Linked DNA regions of Mus musculus: region 2 is linked to region 1. The links are chromatin contacts, called in public HiChIP or PLAC-seq maps. All regions are on one chromosome and are shown on one strand. Each heading gives the region's core, a stretch centred on a gene start, on an enhancer-like site or on the middle of the called end of the contact. The rest is flanking DNA. Distances are from core to core; before and after follow the strand shown.

The links. HiChIP or PLAC-seq counts read pairs in DNA pulled down with a chosen protein or histone mark.
Region 2: a FOXA1 HiChIP or PLAC-seq map of pancreatic cancer cells shows a contact between it and region 1. The contact joins two enhancer-like sites. A contact is called at or near these places in 3 of 484 Hi-C or Micro-C datasets (the C10 cell line, the F1.1 cell line and the HL-1 cell line) and 1 of 115 datasets of contacts at active chromatin or transcription factors (pancreatic cancer cells).

The regions. Positions count from the first base shown.
Region 1 is chr6:94,199,680-94,206,504 of GRCm38.p6, reverse strand. All of the region lies in intron 1 of Magi1 (membrane associated guanylate kinase, WW and PDZ domain containing 1), which reads left to right. All of the region lies in intron 1 of 4930511A08Rik (RIKEN cDNA 4930511A08 gene), which reads left to right. It overlaps Gm52867 (a long non-coding RNA gene), which reads left to right. Exons shown (of 2, transcript XR_003956333.1): 1 at 1-6,825. Among named protein-coding and RNA genes, the nearest start is that of Gm52867, 25 kb to the left of the region's middle. Within about 2 kb of position 2,719, at least 65 of the 459 cell types and tissues checked have an H3K27ac peak or open chromatin away from gene starts, as enhancers often do. A contact at or near this core is called in pancreatic cancer cells, where this site is marked.
Region 2 is chr6:94,402,885-94,409,709 of GRCm38.p6, reverse strand. No RefSeq gene overlaps it. Among named protein-coding and RNA genes, the nearest start is that of Slc25a26, 94 kb to the left of the region's middle. Within about 2 kb of position 4,104, at least 38 of the 459 cell types and tissues checked have an H3K27ac peak or open chromatin away from gene starts, as enhancers often do. A contact at or near this core is called in pancreatic cancer cells, where this site is marked.

The sequences.
Region 1 (6,825 bases), core at 1,470-3,969:
AGTGAGTGCTTCCTTTGTTGCTGGCCTTGTTCATTTTAACGGAGGGCTGATATGCTTGATCTAAGTGCAGAAGTGCCCGTTTCACTGCTTTGGAATACTCCAGTATTTGTTTGTTTCATTTTAATTTTCACGGAAACGGTTATTTCACGGAGAGTATCCAACACCAGAACCCTTGCATCCATTCTGGAGCTGCCATGTGAGCTTGTGTGTGTGTGTGTGTGTGTGTGTGTGTGTGTGTGTGTGTGTGTGTTGAAGGACATCTTGAGCCCCGGGGCGCTGTGGATGCGTCTGCATTTGACACAGGACAGCAGAGAAGGAAGTGGCGCCTGGCTGTATTTTGAGGAGTTTTATTTTTCCTTTGTCAGGTCTTTGCATCCTCCACTGAAAGCAAAACAAAGCCCCTGCCGCCTGCATAAATATTGTGACTGGCAGCTCCAGGCTTGCTGCTGTCCTTTTCCCCTTTCCTACAATTGCCTAGTGACTTAGGGAGGCACAGTAAAGCTCCATTGTCATGCTGGTGTTTGAAAGGTGACCTTGCAATGCCTGAACTAAAAAAATGGTGATCTCAAGAAAAATAAGAAAAACAGTTACTTTCTTTGGAGAGAAATTGAGGGGCATTTGATGGGGAAAGAGAGGGCCTTTCCTCCCTGACACCCAGGTTATTGTACTCTGCTTCTGGGTCTCAGAGAAGACAGACAGTGGAAAACTTGTGCAAGGTAGCAGGCACTTGGTACCTTCACCTGAGCATTTCCCTACTCATTTTTACTTGAGAAGCAGAACATGCCAGAAGTCTGGTTAGGAGAGCAGGAAGGAGTGCCCTCATGATATCTTCACGTAGAGTTTGACTTAGAGAATTCCATTTGTAATTAAGTTTTAGTTTCATTTTTTTTAATCAGTTAAAAAGATTGTTTAAGATAATTTCATTTTCTCCTTTTTTAAAATTCATATTCCCCCTTTCTATTTTTATGCCTGTGTCTTTCTGTGTCTCTCACATCTTTCTTTCAAAAATATAGGGGAAGAGAAGTGGAGGGAGAGGGAACACACCAGGGATGGATGGATGGATGGACGGACGAATGATAGATACACTGGTGTCTGAATTCATACAACAGGAAAGGATCCCTTTATATAACTTTTTACTGCTTGATTTTGAGCAAACTTCATCATACCTTTAAGTTTCAATTCTTTGTCTCTCAATGGAGACAATGATTATTTCATTTGTTGTGGAGGTTCTGACAGAAAATGACAACCACATGAATTTCAAGAATAGGCGCAACTGGCTGTGCCTAGCATGTGCTCTGTGTCAGTTTCTATTCTGAATCCGTGGGCGTCCTCAGTTCTTTCTGCCCTCAGCACTGCCCTGAGGGTTGCGAAGTCTACTCAGTGGTGAGGAAACCAAGACGGCTCCTGTTAAAGGGACTTGGCTATGATCACTCAGTTACTGTGTAATAGGGTTGGCATTTAAATGAGGAGTGCTTTAGTCTAGAGTCTGTGTCCTTACATATAACACACCTCCTGCACACCGTCCATCCTGTCACACAAACCCACTCCTTCTCCCTGGAGATAACCATCGTTCTTTCAGCATCACTTCCTATGTGATTGGAAGCAACCGGTCTGGTGTGTACCACCTACAGCATGTGCATCCTACTTTGTTTTGTGATGGACTGTTAGGATCTGTAGCTCTGCCCCGTGGCCCGAGATCAGTCAAGATCACTCTAAAAGAAAGCTAGGCCACACTGAGCTTGGGCCTGTGTGTCGCACCCCCCACCCACAAAACCCCCACTCCCAACTAGCTTCTGAGGAAAACTGTGGCAAACAAAGGCCTTCGGAGGTTTTCTGAAACATGAATGCAAACTCAAATTTCATTTTGCTCCCAAAATGTTATTACCTAAAATCTTGAAAAATATTTTCTTTTAGGGTTATTTCCACAAGGTTGTTAATCTGAAAATGATCCAGGCCTAACAGGCCTGACTTTCTGCCCCTTGCTTTGGGCTGGAGAGTGGTGGCTGAGGTTGAATGGTGGTGGAGGAAATGAACTCATTTAATATTACACCTACCATTGGGATATGTCACCTCAGAGAGGGATGCTATGTCCCACAGCCAAGGCGAAACTTTTAAAGTCGTCCACTTTTAAAAAGAGCAGCATGTCTGCAAAGTCACAAATGTGCATTGGCCATCACCCTAACCAGGGTTGTCTCTCGAGATGGATGCTATTGTGACATTTTTCTCCTCTCTGTTTCCATAGCTGGCACTTGACAGTCGTCTTATTTTCCTTTCCTTGTCGTAGACACTGCTAGCTCAAGTGCTCCTGTGTTGTGAGGTCCTTGTCTAAATGAGGCTTATCAGGCCCCGTGAGTCTTGCACAGCAGAGACAAAACTTCGCCTGTTCCTGGTTGGGAGAGGAATGTGGCTGGTTCACCTGCCTCCCTGGATACACCTGTAGGGCTGGTTCCCCTGCAGACACCTTACTGCTGAATCTGTAACTCAGCCAGGGTTTGCTCTCCCCTGGCAACTCAGTGTCAATAGTGACAGGAAGCAGAGGGACTGAGGTTTCTGTGTTGTTTTTTTTTAACCTCCTGCTTAAGTCCCAGATATGTGTGCAATCTCTCTTACTCTGGTGTGGTAAAGTCGAAACTCGGCTTATCACTGGCCTGAGAGTCTCTGGGAACATAACTCTAGATAAGGTGGGAAAAAAATGCCATAGAAAGTTAATCTTTGCTCACAAAGAACACTGCTCTCTTTAATTGGCTAGGCTGTGACTAGGTGAGGGGGTGGGTGTGAGGGAAGCCTTCCATCCCTCCCGTGGGCAGTTTGGAAGCAGGAAGGAGTCGTCTGAGGGTTTATGTTCTTACTAGGTGTTACCTGCTTCTTGAGAAAATCCCAGGCAGCCTGGTTCTGCTGGAATCCCAGTCTTGTGACCTTGTACTTAACCTTTCTCTGAGCCTTAGTTGTTTGGTCTATGAAAAGGGAATGACTGAAGGTGTGCAACGCTGAAGGTAGGATTAAAGAGGTGATATTTGCATTCCTCAGCACGGCACCTGGCACGCAGTATTCCACAAGAGATTGCAGATGGAAACCAACAGTGAGAATTATACACAGTGCCGTTGATATTTATGTGGTCTTCTTGCTTACTAAATATTCTAGCATACACGTTGCTCACATGGGTTTAAATAATTGCTTATTGCTACAGAATTTTATTTCTCTCAAATTTACTGCTCCCAAAGTTCTTCCTGTTCGTTTGGCAGAACACAGAAGTTTGAGGCAGGGGCGGGGGAACACAGCCAGCGCAAGCTCTTTCCTTATCTTGGTTTGGCTGTGGTCAAATGCAAGTGCTGCGAATCATCAATATCGTAGTCACCGGATTGGGCCCCAGCGATAGAGACCCCTTGACAGAATCTCCAGGTAGTAAAGAAGCAAGCCTGGCCTGGAGATCATGGGGCCGCAGGAGGCCTGTGGGTAGAAATTAGGGGAGCCATCGATTTGGGAAGAAAACATGGTATCCATAGCTTCACTATGGTGCAGGTGTGGTGCAGGTGAACTTGAGTTTCCTCTCAGCTCTGAGTACAGGCAGAATGGGATAATCAGGGCGCTCTGCCAGGTCATCAGCAGGACTCCGAGATTTTTAAATACCTTGTAGTATTATTTATACCTTAAACAGTCATAAAGCAGGCTGACACGTAGCTCAGGCTAATCTCAGACTTAGGTTGTAGCAGTAGCAGAGGGTGGCCTTGAACTGATCCTTCTCCTTCTCAAATGCTGGGATTACAGGCGTATACCACCATGCCAAGAGGCCTTCTGCGTCTACCCCCCCCCCCCAAGAGATGGCAATACTCACCAAGTTCAGTCTTATGATCCCTCAGGGATTTTATTAAGAAAACACATTTCTGTATTGTAAATTTATTTTACAAGTACTTTAAAAAGCCGTATTTCAGTATAATTGCTTTCCTTTGTTCTTTTACACATTTTATTTTACTTATTTATAAATTCTGAGCAGTACCCATAGGACCCATAGGCTTTACAAACTACCAAAGGCATGCATGTACAAACAAACAGCGTGGTTGTGTAGTGAAAGCTAGAATGAATTGGCTTACTTTTAAAAAAATTTTTTTTCATGTGTTTGAGTGTTTTGCTTACATAGATATTATTATACACTATGTGACTGTGGAACACAGAGAGTCCAGAAGAGGGAGACACACACATGCTCTGGAACTGGAGTTACAGATGGCTTGTGGGTGCTGGGAATCCCATCCTGGTTCTTTGGAAGAACAGCCAGTGTTCTAACTGCCAAGCTTTCTCTCCCTGATTTGCTTCTTTAGAAGTGGATCTATCCAATATCAACATATTTTGAATTGCATGCAGTCTGAACATTCCTAGCTAGGTGTGGTGGTGCAGGCCTTCCTACCTGGGAGGTTGAAGTGGGAAGTTTCTAAGTTTAAGGCCTGCTTGTACAATAGAGTGAGATTCTAACTGGGGAGGGGTGGGGAACGACTTGGTCAAAAATCTCCCAGAGACTGAAATGGGCTGGGGATGGGCAGTGGCGGAGTAAAAAAGAGCAAAAGAAGTGAGTTAAATTAATATTAGTAATGTTGTTTTACTCAAATGATTATGTGTGAAATACTATTTCAGTAGGTTGGCTCTAGTAAAAGTTAATTGTGAGATATTTCGTTTGTTTTCTTACCATGAATGCTTGAACCAGGTCTGGCTTATATTTGGGTGGTGCAGGTTCGCGGCTACTCTGTCTACATGTGATAGAATTTCCCTTGAAGCGTGGATTCATGTCCTCCCAGCCCAGTGCACTTGCCTGTTATTTGCTTACACCAAAATGATGGAAGATGAACAAAATGAGCATTAATTTTTTAACCATAAGAGCTACAGGTTGGGGGTCCTCATGGTTGCTGGAGGTTGCAGTTGATGCCGATGGATTGTGCTGCTCTGGAGTCTAGCTGGACCTGGAACCTTCCCAGCAAGCACAGTGGTTGAACAGAGTGCTGTGGGGGTAGCCTGAGGAAGCTCTCCCATTCTGTTCTAGTATGTTTAGCAACACCAGTGTGTGTTCAGAGCCTTCTTTGAGCTCTGTTCGGCATTCTCCCTGCCCAGAGCCAGACATGATGTCCAGTTACCACAGTACCGAGCTGTTTTGGTGCCTTTTGCAAGGCCTTTGATGGATTAGAGGATAATTCACAAGTTTTTGGAAATGACTCTTACTGTTTTCTTAAACAATCTCTGGTGCTAAAATGAGCATGGTTTACATAGAGGACGTTTGGTATTTTGTTTGTATTCCTCTCCCTGAAGGTGCTTGAGTGGGGTGGGGTTGTGGTTGAAATGATTTACTTCATTTAAGTGTTATTGGACAGGGCAGGGTACAAGGCTGTTTTGGGAAGATTACAAATCCAAGATTGGCATTTGGACCACACAAGTTGAGTGAGACCTCTTCAAGGGTACTTTCTTACATTAGAAATGTTTTGTCCCTCCTGTGAGTGTTTTTCTGAACTCCAGACAGCCAACTGATTACGCACTTGGACAATCTAGCTCTTGTCTGAGATTCCTGAGAGACTCACAGCCCGAGGGGAGGTGGTGTGGGAATGAAACTCAAGACCATCCTTGTGGGTACTGGGTCAAAAATCTCCCAGAGACTGACATCGTGGTTTATTCTTTTTATGCATTTAAGCATAATAAATCCTTGGGAAAGGGATTTTGCGAAACAGTTATCACAACAAAGCTTTAGACATAGTTACAATAAAACTCCCTAGCAAGGTAGCAACGTACCTGTGACCCGTATAGTAAGAATGACTTCTATTGGCTGATAAACAGAGCTCTGGGCTGGGGCCTTTTTCCAAGGGATGATTCTATTCATTGAGAAACAAAGCCCAGTATTAGGTCCTAAATAATTAGGGGATTGAGGGGGTTAAGGAGGATGCTTGCTCCTAATAGAATAGCTAAGGCTCACCACGTTGTCAGACACCATTTACTGCAGCCTTCCAGGTGAGAGGCTGCCATTCATTTCCTTCCTTGAAGAAAGCAGAAGTCTGGCTCCTCTAATGCTTTCTGATTAAAATGTATAAAGTGTTACAAAAATATGAATCGGTAATGTTGCCAGTTCTGATCCACTATAAATACAGCACTAGGTCCTACACTTAAAAGTTGGGAGAGAGAGGAGTACTGGTGAGAAGCAGAGAGAGGAGACGTCTACATTGGGAAGAACAAGGAATCAAAGGACCTGGTGATCTCCCAAGTCCATGTTCAGCCCGACATTGACCTATCATTCCTTAGTTTCAGGTCTGTCCTGCTAGGTGGTCTCATGAACTGTCCGAACTCTGTGCTGCCCTAGGGTGTTAACCTTGCTGTTTGAGAGTAAGACCATTGTCACAGTTTAAAGGCAAAATTGAAGCAAGCTTTAATTAAGCTGGCCAGGTTGATGGGTTCTCTCTGGGTTTCTAGAAAATGGCCATGAGTCATTCCTTGCAGAGGCTTGAAAAGGCAATCCCACAAGGCCACTATATTTCCCATCAGGTCTAGTTCAGGACAAGCATATATCCTGACATATTTCCTGCCTACGTACCTCCTGCCTACATCCAATCAGGGGCAAGCATACATCCTGACTTATTTCTTGTCTACATATCTCCTGCTCACATGTGATCAAACACATCCTCTTGTTATCTCCCAAAAACAATAGCCTCCAGCCTTTCAGGAAGTATTTGTCCTTGGGCAAGGGGCTTACAAGTTAGAGGACTTTTTGTTTCATAGATCTGCCAGGCACAGTAATTTAAACTTAAATACGAAATGTTGCCTTTCACAAGGGTCCAACCTTCCATCCCTCCAGCATGGGAT
Region 2 (6,825 bases), core at 2,855-5,354, 200 kb before region 1:
ACTTTGTGAACAGCGTGAGCTGCGCAGGTACATGAATCCTTTCATGACTTAGTTCCTCAGGGTCACCTGCCAAACCTCTCCATTTACCAGCACCACAACAAACAGTATCTGCATCCAAGTTTATCACAAGAAGGGATGGAAATGTATCAACAGGAGTGCAGTGAACCATTGCTACCATCCCTTTGTCTGCCCCACTGGGGGCTCTGAGTCAGAAATTTGTCAAATTTAAGTGAGAAAAGCAGCTCAAAATACTGTGTACAGCGATGGTTGATATATAAAAGCCGATGTGTCCAGGTCATTCGCTAGCTTCAGATGAATGCAAGGCCCAAGTGCTTAAACATAGCAGTGTCAGGAATGTATGCTTGTTGTCTTCCATCTTCTCTTCCTCCTCAGCTTCTACCAAGATCACCGCTTAGACTTATGGTCTTGACTCTAGAAGGAAAAATCACTTTCATTCCCAGACTTCACATCAGTCCCTAGGAAAGAGCCAGGTGGCTCAAATGGCCATGTGCCCACTCATTCTCACATCCAGGGACACGGGATATGCTGGCTAGCTAGGCTCAGTCACATGTCCATCCCATGAGAAAGGAAACAGTTCCTGTTGATTCTATCACACAGATCTGAGGATATAAAGTTCTCTAGAAAGGGTGAAGGCTAGACCAGGAAAAAAAGATGACCCTTATGTTTATCTTTAGCAATACTTAAACTATATTCCACCCCCCAGCCCTCTCCTGTCAACAATCATCTCTGCTGGACACAGAATTTATTTCAACTTTGTAATGAGCTAAGAAATGAAAAGAAAGGGCAATAAAAAGTATTTTGGTTTTTACTAGTGAAGCTGTAGAAGAGTTTCAGCCCACATCAGATAAGCATCTTTATAGAGCAGCTGGCACAGTGCTCATGCTCCGTTTGTCCTGACCATCATCCATCCCCTTTGCTCCAGGGCCTGCTCTATGGTCTGAGGTTGACCCTTGGTGATGTCTAACCTGGGATCTATGGGGTTCAAATTATGTAAAAAAAGTAAGGCCATAGGAGTCTCTCTCTCTCTCTCTCTCTCTCTCTCTCTCTCTCTCTCTCTCTCTCTCTGTGCCTCCCAGTCCTCAGCTCTGGCCTCGCCACAGTCCTGTGAACCTCAGGCTTTATCCTTTATCTTTGCCTTCATGTTTCATAGTGAGAATAGCTTCCCACCTGCAGTTCCTTGAGTGATGGGTCATGTTTTATTGCCCATTGAAAGATAACAGTAGAGTTACCATTATCTTTTAAAATTTGAAGTTGTCTTTCTGTTGACATTGGTAATAAGAAGAAGTTAATGGTTTCAACGGCAAGTCAGAAAAATTATCTTCGTAGAACACTGTTACAAGTACACTTTTTTTTCAAAACAATTACAAAATAATCCATTTTAGAGATCTCTTGTAAACAAGTGACTAAACTTCCAAGCCAAGTAAAGTAAATGTGGGGGAATATTCTAGGACTTAGGTGGCTTTTAGTGAACTTTGACATTCTCAACAGAGAGTGAGGGGACAAGAGCAGCGAGAACACTTGCTAAAGCTCCTACCCAGAGGCCCTCGTCAGCTCTAGAGGGCAATGCAGTATTTTCCCTAAGTACTTTGTTTCAAAAGAATTTTTTTTTAAAGTTTCCAAGTCCTGGTGTGTATTTTAAGAACAAGGCAGCTATGCATTGTGCTGGCCGGATGAACATTAACACAGCAATGGCTTTAAGCACAGCCAAAGCACATGGATCTATGCAGAATTATCTCTCACATGACTGAACCCAGTCACAGACACTGTTCATGCAGACTGTTAGTTTAACAAGTGCAATGAGTATGACGGCCACTGAAGAAACAGGCACGACCCTTTAAGTCCACATGGATGGCCCAGTCACTTAGAATGACCTAAAACAACAAAGTGTTTATCTACCAAGAACTAGGAAACACTAGTACAAACTGTCCTGGTTTGGGTATGAAATGTCCCCTCCAAAGGCTCACACAACGCTAAGCATGGTGGTATACAACTTTAATCCCAGTATTGGAAAGGCAGGGGCAGACTGGTTTATATAGCAAGTTCCAAGACAGCCAGGGCTATATAATGAAACTCTGTCTCAAACAACAACAACAACACAACAAACAGACTTACAGGTCGAAGGCTTGATTCCTAATGAGGCAGTGTTGAGAGCTAGGTATGTGTGGTATGCATTCACAGGGTGTGTTGTGGGTACACAAGAGTGTGAAGGCCTGACGTTAACGTTGGCTGTCTTCCTCAGTCGATCTCTATCTTTTTGAGACAGGGTCTCTCACTTGAACCTGGAGCTCATCTATTCAGCTGGAATAACTGCCACCGAGTTCCAGGGGCCCTCTTGTTCCTTCCTATTTCTGGGATTCTAAGTATAGGCTGCTGTGCCCAGCTGTTGCTGCTGTTGTTGTTGCTGTTGCTGCTGTTGTTGTTGCTGTTGCTGCTGCTGTTGCTGCTGCTTCTTTTTCTTGTTCTTGTTCTCCTCCTCTTCCTCCTCCTCCTCCTTCAATGTGGGTGCTAGGGAATTTGGACTCAGGTTTTTATGCTTACACTGCAAGTACTTTACTAAGCCATCTACCTAGTCTCAGAGATGAGACTTCTGGGGAGTAATTGTGTCATGAGGACTCTGCCTCCATCTATAGATTAATCCATTAATGGATTTATGGATTTATAATCTTCCGGCATTATTTGGAATTGGTAGGGGGTATGTATAGGTGGAAGAAGTAGATCAGTGGGGATACACCTTTAGAAGCAATCAACATCTTGTCCCCAACTCCTCTTTTTACCTACTCCTGACCAGGGGCAGAGGGTAGTGACAAAAAATAGTAAAACAGGACTCTGCGTTTGGAGGCCCTGCAGTTGGAAGGAGCTAAACCATTTAATGAGAAGGCACTGGAGGGCAAGTCTGGTGCCAGAAGCTTCAGTAATTCTAGTTCAACAGAGTACATTAAAGCTACTACGGTTGGGAGGAAACAGTGATAGAGTGTATGGAGGAGCCGGAGGGGTGGGGTGGGCATGAATTTGATCAAGATACATTGTATTTACTATGAAAATTTTCAAGTAATATTCTTGAAAAGAAAGAAAAAGGTCACTGCACTTTAAAAGGTCAGATCTTGGATCTTGGGAGAGAGCAGGGAGTCTACTGTGGGGCAGTCAGTGCCTTCTCAGCCCCTTGCCTCTCTGTGCCCCCTCTGTGTTCTTAACTGGCCTGAAGCACTTACTCAAACGGCCTGGATACTGTAGCTAGTAATGATGGGCTAGCACTGCACTTCTGTTATCTTGCTGGCTTTCAGAACTAAGGCATAATTAAGAAGGGTGGTTGGGGAACATTCGCATTGTACCCCTAGAGGTGAAATTACTGGACCCAGGCAACATTTCCTGGCCATTACTCAGTGAGCAGCTAGCTCCGTTCCACCATGCCCTTGCCAGCCTCTGCCTTGCCTTAGGCTTAAAAGCAGTGACTATAGGCTGAGATCTCTTGAGCCCAAATACATTTTATCTTTTTTAAAAGTTTATTTTCTCTGGTCTTTTTTTTTTTTTTTCAAAATAATGAAAAGTCTAACACAGAAACATTGGGAGGCTCCCAAATGCCCACCATTCATGCAATCTGGTGTCTTCACTGTCTCCTGTCAACAATGCTCACTGGTCATCTTACACTGATGGTGACTCTGCTTTGGGAAGAGATGGAAAATATGGATTTTTCACCTTTCACTAATAGTCTCTGGTCTCATGAATTCAATTTTCTCAAGCACTGGCATTGATTTTACCGTTATGCCTGTGGGATTTCTTCTGGCAGGCCTCATCTCTCTGACTCAGCCAGCACCTTTGCAAGTGTTGGCTGAGATAGAGCCTACTTCTCTGGCCTGGGTTTCTGCAGTTGCAAAGGGAGCCGTCAATGCAGACAGACACTTGACTCTTTCACCTATATGGTCCTTGTAAATGCAGTCTAGAGATATCCACGCCTTTTTTTCAGTTCCCAGAACCTTATGACTATTAGAGTTTTAAAAGGCCTAAGAGACACCTAGGCAGCCAGCAGCGATTACGGTGTAGGGCTACTCCGGCTCAGAGGCATCTGGGATATCTGAGTGGCACATGACTCATTCTGACTCAGCCTCTGTTTGGTCCTCTTTATTCCAAGGATGGTGCTCTCAGAAGCTCACATCCTCTGCAGATCCAACTTGGCAGGCCTGGGATGAGGGTGTCACTTCCTAACTTAATACTTCCTAACTCTTTCTACACCCCACATCCACCCATCCTTCCATTCACCATGCCGACAAATAGTGTATGATCTCTGTTGCAGCAGAATAAACCAGGCAAAATCTAGGACGTGCTTGGGGGAATAGCAGTGTGCTGTGTCATCATCCTCCTTAAGAACTGTGAGTTAGGGAGCTGGAGAAATGGCTCAGCAGTTAAGAGCACTGACTGCTCTTCCTGAGGTCCTGAGTTCAAATCCCAGCAACCACATGGTGGCTCACAACCATCTGTAATGAGATCGATGTCCTCTTCTGCTGTGTCTAAAGACAGCGACAGTGTACTCATGTACAGTATACATATAAAGTATACATATAAATTAAATAAATCTTAAAAAAAAAAAAGAACTGTGAGTTAGATTCTGATACTGCTACCAAGGTGAACTTTTACTGGTTTCATGCCAAAGACCAGATGACAATTTTGCTTAGACCTTTTGGTTAAACCTTTGGTCCTTTCTTCAAGAAGCATGGTGTTACAAATTACACTTAGACATAGAATACAGATAACTAGATCCCATCGGGAACACACAGAGGGACTTTGCTTCGGATCCTCTTCCTGCTTGAATGTACCACTCCTGGGTCACACTCTCCTCTCTGAGATGGACTACACCCTCTAAATGTAGGGAAATAAACTCCTACTTTAAGCTGTTTTCATTGTTCATTCACGGCACTTGATGGTCTTAGTCAGGGTTTCTATTCCTGGACAAAACATCATGACCAAGAAGCAAGTTGGGGAGGAAAGGGTTTATTCAGCTCACACTTCCACACTGCTGCTCATCACCAAAGGAAATCAGGACTGGAATTTAAGCAGGTCAGGAAGTAGGAGCTGATGCAGAGGCCATGGAGGGATGTTTCTTACTGGCTTGCTTCCCTTGGCTTGCTCAGCTTGCTTTCATATAGAACCCAAGACTACCAGCCCAGAGATGGTCCCACCCACAAGGGGCCTTCCCCCTTGATCACTAATTGAGAAAATGTCTTACAGCTGGATCTCATGGAGGCATTTCCTCAAGGGAGGCTCCTTTCTCTGTGATAACTCCAGCTTATGTCAAGTTGACACACAAAACCAGCCCGTCCAGTGAGGATTTTATTCCTTTCTCCAAAGGAGGATCAGAAAACTCTTATGAACTACTTCAGAGAACAGGGGTGGGACCTTGATTGCCTTTGCAGTTTTCTAAAATGGTGACCCATCACATTTTGAGACAGCATGTGTGGTGGTTTCGATATGCTTGGCCCATGGAAAGTAGCACTATTAGGAGGTGTGGCCTTATTGGAGTAGGTGTGGTCTTGTTGGAGGAGGTGCGTCAACGTGAGGGTGGGCTTTGAGGTCTCCTAGGCTTGCCTTCCACCCAGTGTGGAATTCCAGCCTTCTCCTGGCTGCCTTCTGGTTAAGATGTAGAACTCTCAGCTTCATCTCCAGCACCATGTCTGCCCAAAGGCTGCATGCTTCCCACCATGACAATAATGGACTTCTGAAACTGTAAGCCAGCTCCAATTAAATGTTGTCTTTTATGAAAGTTGCCTCGGTCATGATATCTCTTCACAGCCATAAAGCCCTAAGGCAGTGTGTCCTGTTAGAATGAAGGCCTGGTACATGCTACTACACAGCTGAACCTTGAGAACATTGTGCTAAGTGGAAAAGGAAAAAGAGTTACACATTGGATGCTTCCAATGTGGTGGGTAAGTCTGTAAAGATAGAGTACAGACTCCCAGCTCCCAGCAGCCAAGAGTGGGAAGTGGTACTTGTAGTCTTCACCCTGGGAGGCAAAGGCAGGGCAATCAGAGAGTTCAAGGCTAGGCTGAGCTACGTCGTGAGGCCCTTTCAGACAGAAAGCTACAGAAAGAGAGGGAGAGGAAAGGAAGCAGCATTGTTTAATGCTAATGGAGTTCAATATCTGTTAGTAAAAACATCTGGGTAGATATGGTAACTACAACACAGTGAATAAACCAGCTGCCACTGAATTACTCACTTTGAGACAGTTAGTTTTAATCAACCCACAGTTTTATGTTTTAAAAAGAGTTAAATTTAGGATAGGTGACAAGGCATCTATGCTTTAAAAAGGAAACTGGACCTTGAACAAGCGTGTGCTGCTTCAGCTCCTTTCCAGGATGCTGGGACGCTGTTAGCTCAGCCCTGGGGCCTCTGTGATTCAAGTCCAGATTTCTGAGTTCTGCATGAACATAGCAACACTTTTGCTAGGCCTAGCAAGATGGCTCAGAGGGTTAAGGCCTCAGTTCAGTCCCAAGGACCTTGGGAAAGAAGAAGAGAATCAACTCCTACAAACTGTCCTCTAACCTCCACATGTGTAGTGTGGCATGCACACACCCAGAACAAATGAGCAATCAAGCTTAAAAGAACACATTTCTAACACTCTTTCAAAAGCCATTCTGTTATCATTTCCTCCATTGAGATGCCATAGCTAGTTCATCATCATGTCAAGCCTAGCACTCTCCTTCTTCCTCTGCTTCTTCTTCTGCTTCTGCTGCTTCTTCTTCTTCTTCTTCTTCTTCTTCTTCTTCTTCTTCTTCTTCTTCTTCCTCTTCCTCTTCCTCTTCCTCTTCCTCTTCC